2 separate regions of the Neogale vison genome follow, and region 2 is linked to region 1. The links are chromatin contacts, called in public Hi-C maps. All regions are on one chromosome and are shown on one strand. Each heading gives the region's core, a stretch centred on a gene start, on an enhancer-like site or on the middle of the called end of the contact. The rest is flanking DNA. Distances are from core to core; before and after follow the strand shown. Region 1 holds the start of MTFR1L (mitochondrial fission regulator 1-like). Region 2 holds the start of PAFAH2 (platelet-activating factor acetylhydrolase 2, cytoplasmic).

Evidence for each region. A called contact is a pair of places that touch in the nucleus more often than the background predicts.
Region 2: a contact with region 1 is called in a Hi-C map of fibroblasts, with 4 times the contacts expected there. The contact joins the promoter of PAFAH2 here to the promoter of MTFR1L in region 1. A contact is called at or near these places in 2 of 3 Hi-C or Micro-C datasets (fibroblasts and muscle).

The regions. Positions count from the first base shown.
Region 1 is chr2:19,121,450-19,124,383 of ASM_NN_V1, forward strand. It overlaps MTFR1L (mitochondrial fission regulator 1-like), which reads left to right and starts at 1,641. Exons shown (of 7, transcript XM_044237482.1): 1 at 1,641-1,719.
Region 2 is chr2:19,283,367-19,286,645 of ASM_NN_V1, forward strand. It overlaps PAFAH2 (platelet-activating factor acetylhydrolase 2, cytoplasmic), which reads right to left and starts at 1,404. Exons shown (of 11, transcript XM_044237488.1): 1 at 1,310-1,404.

The DNA.
Region 1 (2,934 bases), core at 391-2,890:
GCAGGAGCATGTGACTCTTGATCTCAAGGTTGTGAGTTCAAGACCCATGTTGGGTATAAAACTTACTTAAAAAAAATAAAATCTCTTTTTAAAAAGCCTTAATTTTTTTTTTTTTTTTTTTTTTTTTAGTTAAAAGAAAGGAGTAATGAAGGAGTAATGAAGAATGGGGGAAGGAAAGATGCTAAGCAGGAATAGAGTCTCAAATCCTAGCCTGGGCATGATCACGGGGGAAGGGTTCTGGAACATAAGCCTCACCACAGAGTACAACCTGTCTTTGGTACTCTGTGTCAGTCAGTCATTGACTTGGGAGGTGGAGTAAATTCCCAGGTTAGGGCCTATGGGCTCCCTGTTGTAAGTGCAATTTTCCAGAGAAGGGGGCAGCTGTGTGAAGCCGGCACAGCTGGAAGGTGGGTTCGCTGGGAGGGTAGAGGTGATCTGGATGGATCACCAAGGCAGCATCTAACACCCCCAGGAAAGGGTGATCTGCAAGATCTGCCTTGAGATCAAGAGTCACATGCTCCTGCAACTCAGGAGAATCAATGATTAAACAACAATTTGCCATCCTGGAAAGAAGGCTGGACCTGGAAGTCAGCCCTCGTCATTTGAAATATGGTAAGGATCAGGGTGGACCGCTGAGGTCCCTGGCTAAGACAGCTATGTAATTTGCAGGATCTAGTGCAAACTGAAAACTGCAGGGCCCCTTGTTAATTTAGACACACACACATTAAAGAGGGCAACGGCAGAGTGTTAAAGCAAGTGTGGAGTTCTGAGCAAGAGGTCCTGTGTGGACTGCCCGACCCTGTCCCCGCTGTGAAGCCAGCCTGTCCGCCGGCAGCTGGGATTGCAGGCTCAGAGACCCAAGAACTGCAGCGGGGGAGCCAGGCACAGCTGTATGCAGAGGGCAGAGGAGAGCACGTGACCCAGGCCTGGATGCCGTGGAGACCAGGATTAGGACCAGGATGGGGGTGGGGGTGGGGCTGTGTTGTCTAAGCGGGAAGATGGAGTGGGTGAGTGAGCCTGAAAGGAATGTGGGTCTCTGTCCCAGTGCCTCTGGCGTCTTGCCCATCGATCTACTATTTCACTGAATCTACCGTGTGTGTGTGTGTGAGAGAGAGAGAGAGAGAGAGAGCGAGCAAGCTGCGAAGAGCTAAAGGGCAGTAGTCACAGGAGAGAGAGGCTTCTTGTTGGACAGAAGACTGTAGAGGATCTTGGCTGGGAAGCTAGAAGTGTGAAAAGCGGACAGGCGAGATGAGGCGAGGCAAGAGGTAGGTCCGGAGGGCCTGGAACGCCAGAGGAAGGATTCTCAAGTGTGCCTAAGCCGAGGGACAGCAGACGCCACACAATTTGAGGTCCGGGCAGAGATGTAGCCAGGCCCGCCGCTAGAGGTCGGGTCTGGACTACCCTAGAAGAGCAAGGAGGCGGAGACCAGTGGCGGAAGCGACCAATTAGGCCGCAGGGATCTCCAAGCGCCGTCAAGTTTTCCCAAGGCCTGAGCCGGTGTGGGCGTGGCCTTGGGGTGGGCGTGTCCCCTTCCTCGGGATTCCCGCGTGAGGCCGCCCGCAGCCCCGCCCCGCCCCCGCCGAACCGCTGTCCGCCTTCCGAGGGCGCGCGGGGCTCGCCGCTCGGTGCGCAGGCGCGATGGATCGCTTCCGGGGGCGGGTCAGCGGAAGTGAGGGCGGATGAGTCTGGGCGGCCCGCTGAGGTAGGAGGGGCCGTGAGGTGAGTGAGTCCCGGAGCCGGAGTCTGAGGTGAGACGAGGTCCGAGTGCCGCTCCGGAGGCGGGAGCGCGGTCTCCCAGCCCGGCTGTCGACAAGGCCTAGTGCCAGGGGCTGTGTGGAGCCCGCGGCTCCTCTTCCCGCGCCAGTTCTCGCGGGAGCCCGTGTTGTCCGCCTCGCTCGGCTGAGGGTGGGAGGACTCTGCCCTGGGGGTAGTTGCTCGCCCGAGTCACCCAGCTTCGGTGGCTGTGCTACAGCAGAAGCTTATCGTTTCGGCTGCGCTCCTCGGCCAGCCAGGCCACTTCGGCCTCCTCGCTTCTTCGGGACCCAGACCCAGGCCCGTGGGTCCGAGGGCCACCGGGGCCGGCGCGAGAACTTGGCCGACCTTGGCCCTTTGGGGTCGGACCGTTACGGGGGAGGGGAGGCGGGTCCCGGGGAAGGTCCCTGCAGCGGTTCCCCTCATGCAGCCGCTTGGGGCTCACGCGGGCTGTCCCTCACCAAGTTCTACCGAGTGCGGCGACCTCGGTGGGGTGCTCGGTGCCGGGGTGATGAGAGCAAACCCTGCCCCAGGGGAGCCCCAAGTCTAATGCGGGAGAGCGTGTGTGAACAGGCCATGACAGCGGCCTGGAAAGGGGTCGTGGGAACGTAGGGGTGCTGAGAACCAACCTGCGTTGCCAGCGAACTGGGGGAAGTCTTCTAGCGGATGACACTTGGGGCAGGGAGGGAGGTGAAGGCTAAGCCAGAGTTCTTCGTTCGTGAGCAAACGTTGACGTGCTCACTGGGGACTAGGCAGGCACTGTGTTGTGCCTGGGGAAGCTCCTGCCCTGCGACAGACAGCTGATTACGCGGGCTCTAATTACTACTGTGAGAGAACTGGGAAGGAAACGTGGGGTGCTGGGGGAGGGGAGGCAGTAAGGATCTGTCAGGGGAGGGGAGGTGATGCTTGAGCTCTGAAGAATGAGCTTGGTGAAGAAGGTGCTGGTGTTTCAGGCAGACTGGATCTGTGAAGAGGAGCTGAGAGGTGGTCAGCATGGCTGAAGGGCAAGGGGAACATGGGAGGTGTGGCTGTCAAGTGTATAGGGGCCCAGTTGTAAGCCTTGGAGTTTGGTCTAGTTAGGTTGGGCCTGATTGTAGAGGACCCTGCAGGCCATCCCGTCTAGATGTTACCCTGTTGTCTCTAGTGGGGCAGGGTGGGGAGTGGGGTTAAACATAGGAGCAA
Region 2 (3,279 bases), core at 154-2,653, 160 kb after region 1:
GGTCAAGGTCTCTTTCATCTTTTCTGTATTAAACCCTTTGGCAAAGTGGAACCTTTCTCCCAGCCTTCTTGAGTCTGAAACACCCCAGCAAAAATCAGAGTGTACTAAAAAGGCCCACAAGAGCCCAGGAGATGGACGGTTCCTACAATGCAGCTGTCCCATCTCCTGCTGGGATCCTGTTTCCAGTGAGCAGAAACCAGCCACCCTTTTGCCAGCTGTGTGGACCTTTCATCACTGGCTATTTCAGGACAGAGTCCAAGAGAAGCAGTTCTCTGGGGCTTCCTTTCAGACAAAGCTCTCTGGGGACTTAAAGCTCATCTGACCTTTGGTCTCTGGAGGAAGTGAGGAAATATCCTGCTCTTAGAAAATGGAGACACCAAGCATTCAAGGGGTTAGCTTGAGCAACAAGGGGGCAGAGAGAGAAAAGAACCCAAGATAAAGGGACGCCTGGGCTCAGTGGCTTAAAGCCTCTGCCTTTGGCTTAGGTCATGATCCCAGGGTCCTGGGATCCAGCCCAGCATTGGGCTCTCTGCTCAGCGGGGAGCCTGCTTCCCTTCCTCTCTCTCTCTGCCTGCCTCTCTGCCTACCTGTGATCTCTGTCTGTCAAATAAATAAATAAAATCTTAAACACACACACCAAGATAAGAGTGTTCCAGAGCATTAATAATTCTAACAAAAATAACCTCTCTGGCTTGTGGAAGCGTTACAGTTTAAAAAGCCCTTTCACACATATTAGCTTATTGGCTCCACCGAAGAGCCTCACCCTAAGACTGACAGAGCAATTGCCATTTCCATTTTGTAAACGAAGAGCGGGAGTCCCCGGGAGATTGCTTGATTTGCCCAAGATCCAAGGTCACAAAGCGAGTGAGCTGCGGGGGGACAGGCAGATCCTGGGTCTGCTGAGTCCAGGGCTCTTCCACAGTGACAAGAGGGAACGGCGACCTTTCTTCCACGAGCATGAAACAGCGGTAAGTGAAGGGAAGAGAGAAGCACACAGGAGGCGTGGGGCATAAAGACGCCCAGGTTTCGGGGACGTCACGTTGTGTGCAGCGAGTGGGGCTGTGGGGGCTGGGTCCTACCACCAGAGCTCAGGGTGGGATTCCAGGGGCGCCGGGAGGCGCGAGATGATAGTGGGAGCATTAAGGGTGAGGGTAGATACTGGAAGTGTCTGAAGAGGAAACAGGAAAGAATGAAGGATTAATCCCAGAGTTACTGGGATTGAGACAAGCAGCCCCCAAACCCGGCTGGAGAATGAAAAAACCGGTTGGTAGCTCAGCTCAGAACAAGAGCTTTCTCCAAGCCAACTTACCCAGCCAAGTTGACCCCTCAGAAGTAACCAAGAAGGTCAACGCCACCGAAACCAGAAACTACTCCGAACCCCGTGGCCCTTTGGTAGGTGTAGTTTTCAGAACTCATCATTGGCCCTTAAAAGCACTCCCCTCCTCTTCGCCTAGAACTACAACTTCCAAGGTGCATCGCGCAAGATTGCGCATTGCGACCCTTAAAACTACAATCCCCAGAGTTCCACGCGTCCCCTCATTGTTGAATGATACCGCCCAAGTCTCGGGGTACGGCGCGATTCCTCCCCCTGGCGGTCTGAGGCGTCGCCTCTACGATTACAAGACTCGAGCGGAGGGTTACCTCTTATAGTTCCAGTTAGTAACCCTCCGCCTCACCATTCCTCAAATAATTCCCGGGCGTGCCTACAAATACCCATGGCTTCGTCTTATTCTCAGGGAGTGCGGAGTTTGGGGGAAGTTATGACCCTTTTCTTATTTACCCCTACTTTGCACTCTGTGAGAATATGAAACTGATCATTCAAGCTAAGCGCACATTTTCTACCAACCGATACTTGTTGACACTTGGGATTTTCCATTGTCCTTCAGAAACTCGCCGACAGAAAACTGGGAGGACCGGAGGGATCACAGCTCCACCCCCACCAGCCCAGCCCCTTCAGCCGTCATCCCTTTGCAGCCCCTATGCTGGTTCTTAGGGACACGGTGGTGAACAAGATACTGTCCCTAGCTTCAAATGAAATCACAATCTAGCGGAGGATTCCGACGGATGAAGAAGTGCACCACCAGCGATACGTGCTCTAATAGGGGAAACAGAGGGGTTGTAGGAACCTTGAAAGGAGGCACCTGCGCAGGCTTCGGGAAAATAGAACAGTGACAGAAAGCTTCTTAGAGATCTTAGAGAGACACTAAAATTGAGAATTGAGGGAATAAGACTTAGCCAGGAAGGGGATTGTGAAGAATGCCTTATATTCAGGCGGGATGGAGCACAGGAGTGTGAGGGAGGGAGTGGAGAGACACCTGAGGAGGTAGATAGAGCCACATCCTCGAGTCTTATAAACTTCTGTAAGACATTTGGATCATTCAAGCGATTTAAAAACTGTCAACACCTTCCAACTACCTACCGAACGAGGTCCCAATTTCAACAACAAACGAGGTTTGTTGAGGTTATAGAAACAGCAGATACAGGCCAAGCGTCTGGGAGACTCAGAAAGGAAGAGAGCGTGAGTCTCATCTTTGCTTGGGGTCTGGGGGATTTGCAGACAATCATGGTACCATGCACGTGTCCTCTCAGGCATCCAGGAACTGGTCAAAACAAGGACAAGGTCTCAGGTCACGCACTCCTCGGAGTTAGGGGTCTTGGTGTTGAGATTTCTAGCACCAGGGGTTTGGAATATGCACAAGATGGCTCTGCCTAGTAGTTCCTTAGATATTATCTATTGTGCTGGAAGGCTCCAAAGGTATCATTAACTCTTTGTCCCTTACAAGGGACAAAGTATGTATGTCCCTTACAAGGAGGACATACATACAATAAGGCATGTGTAGGGCAAGGGTGCAGGTCTAGCAAGAATAGAAGCCCAAAAAGGAACAAAGGAAGAAAAACAAAAACAAAAAACAGCTTTTTCTCTCATGGGGTCCCTTCAGTTTCCGTGCCTCGGCTTGGCATTGGAGGTCCTCCTCAACCTGGCCCCGCACTACTTCCCCAGAAGTGTTGCTCACTCTGACAGGGATGTCCTCTCTTCTGCTCTGCCTCTAGCTACCTTCACCTCCTCGCCATTCTCGAGATGGATCTGGGTTTTTTTGTTACCTCCATGCCTTCATTCATGCTGTTTCCTCCACTAGATGCTGCCAGGTGGCTGGTCTGATCCTGCTAGGCGCTCCTCCCCATGAAGCTTCCCTGATTCCTCCCGTCTCAAAGGACCTCTGCCCTGCTCAGTTGCGGGATATTTGTGCGCACCTCTCATGTAGGGGCTTAGCAAGAAAT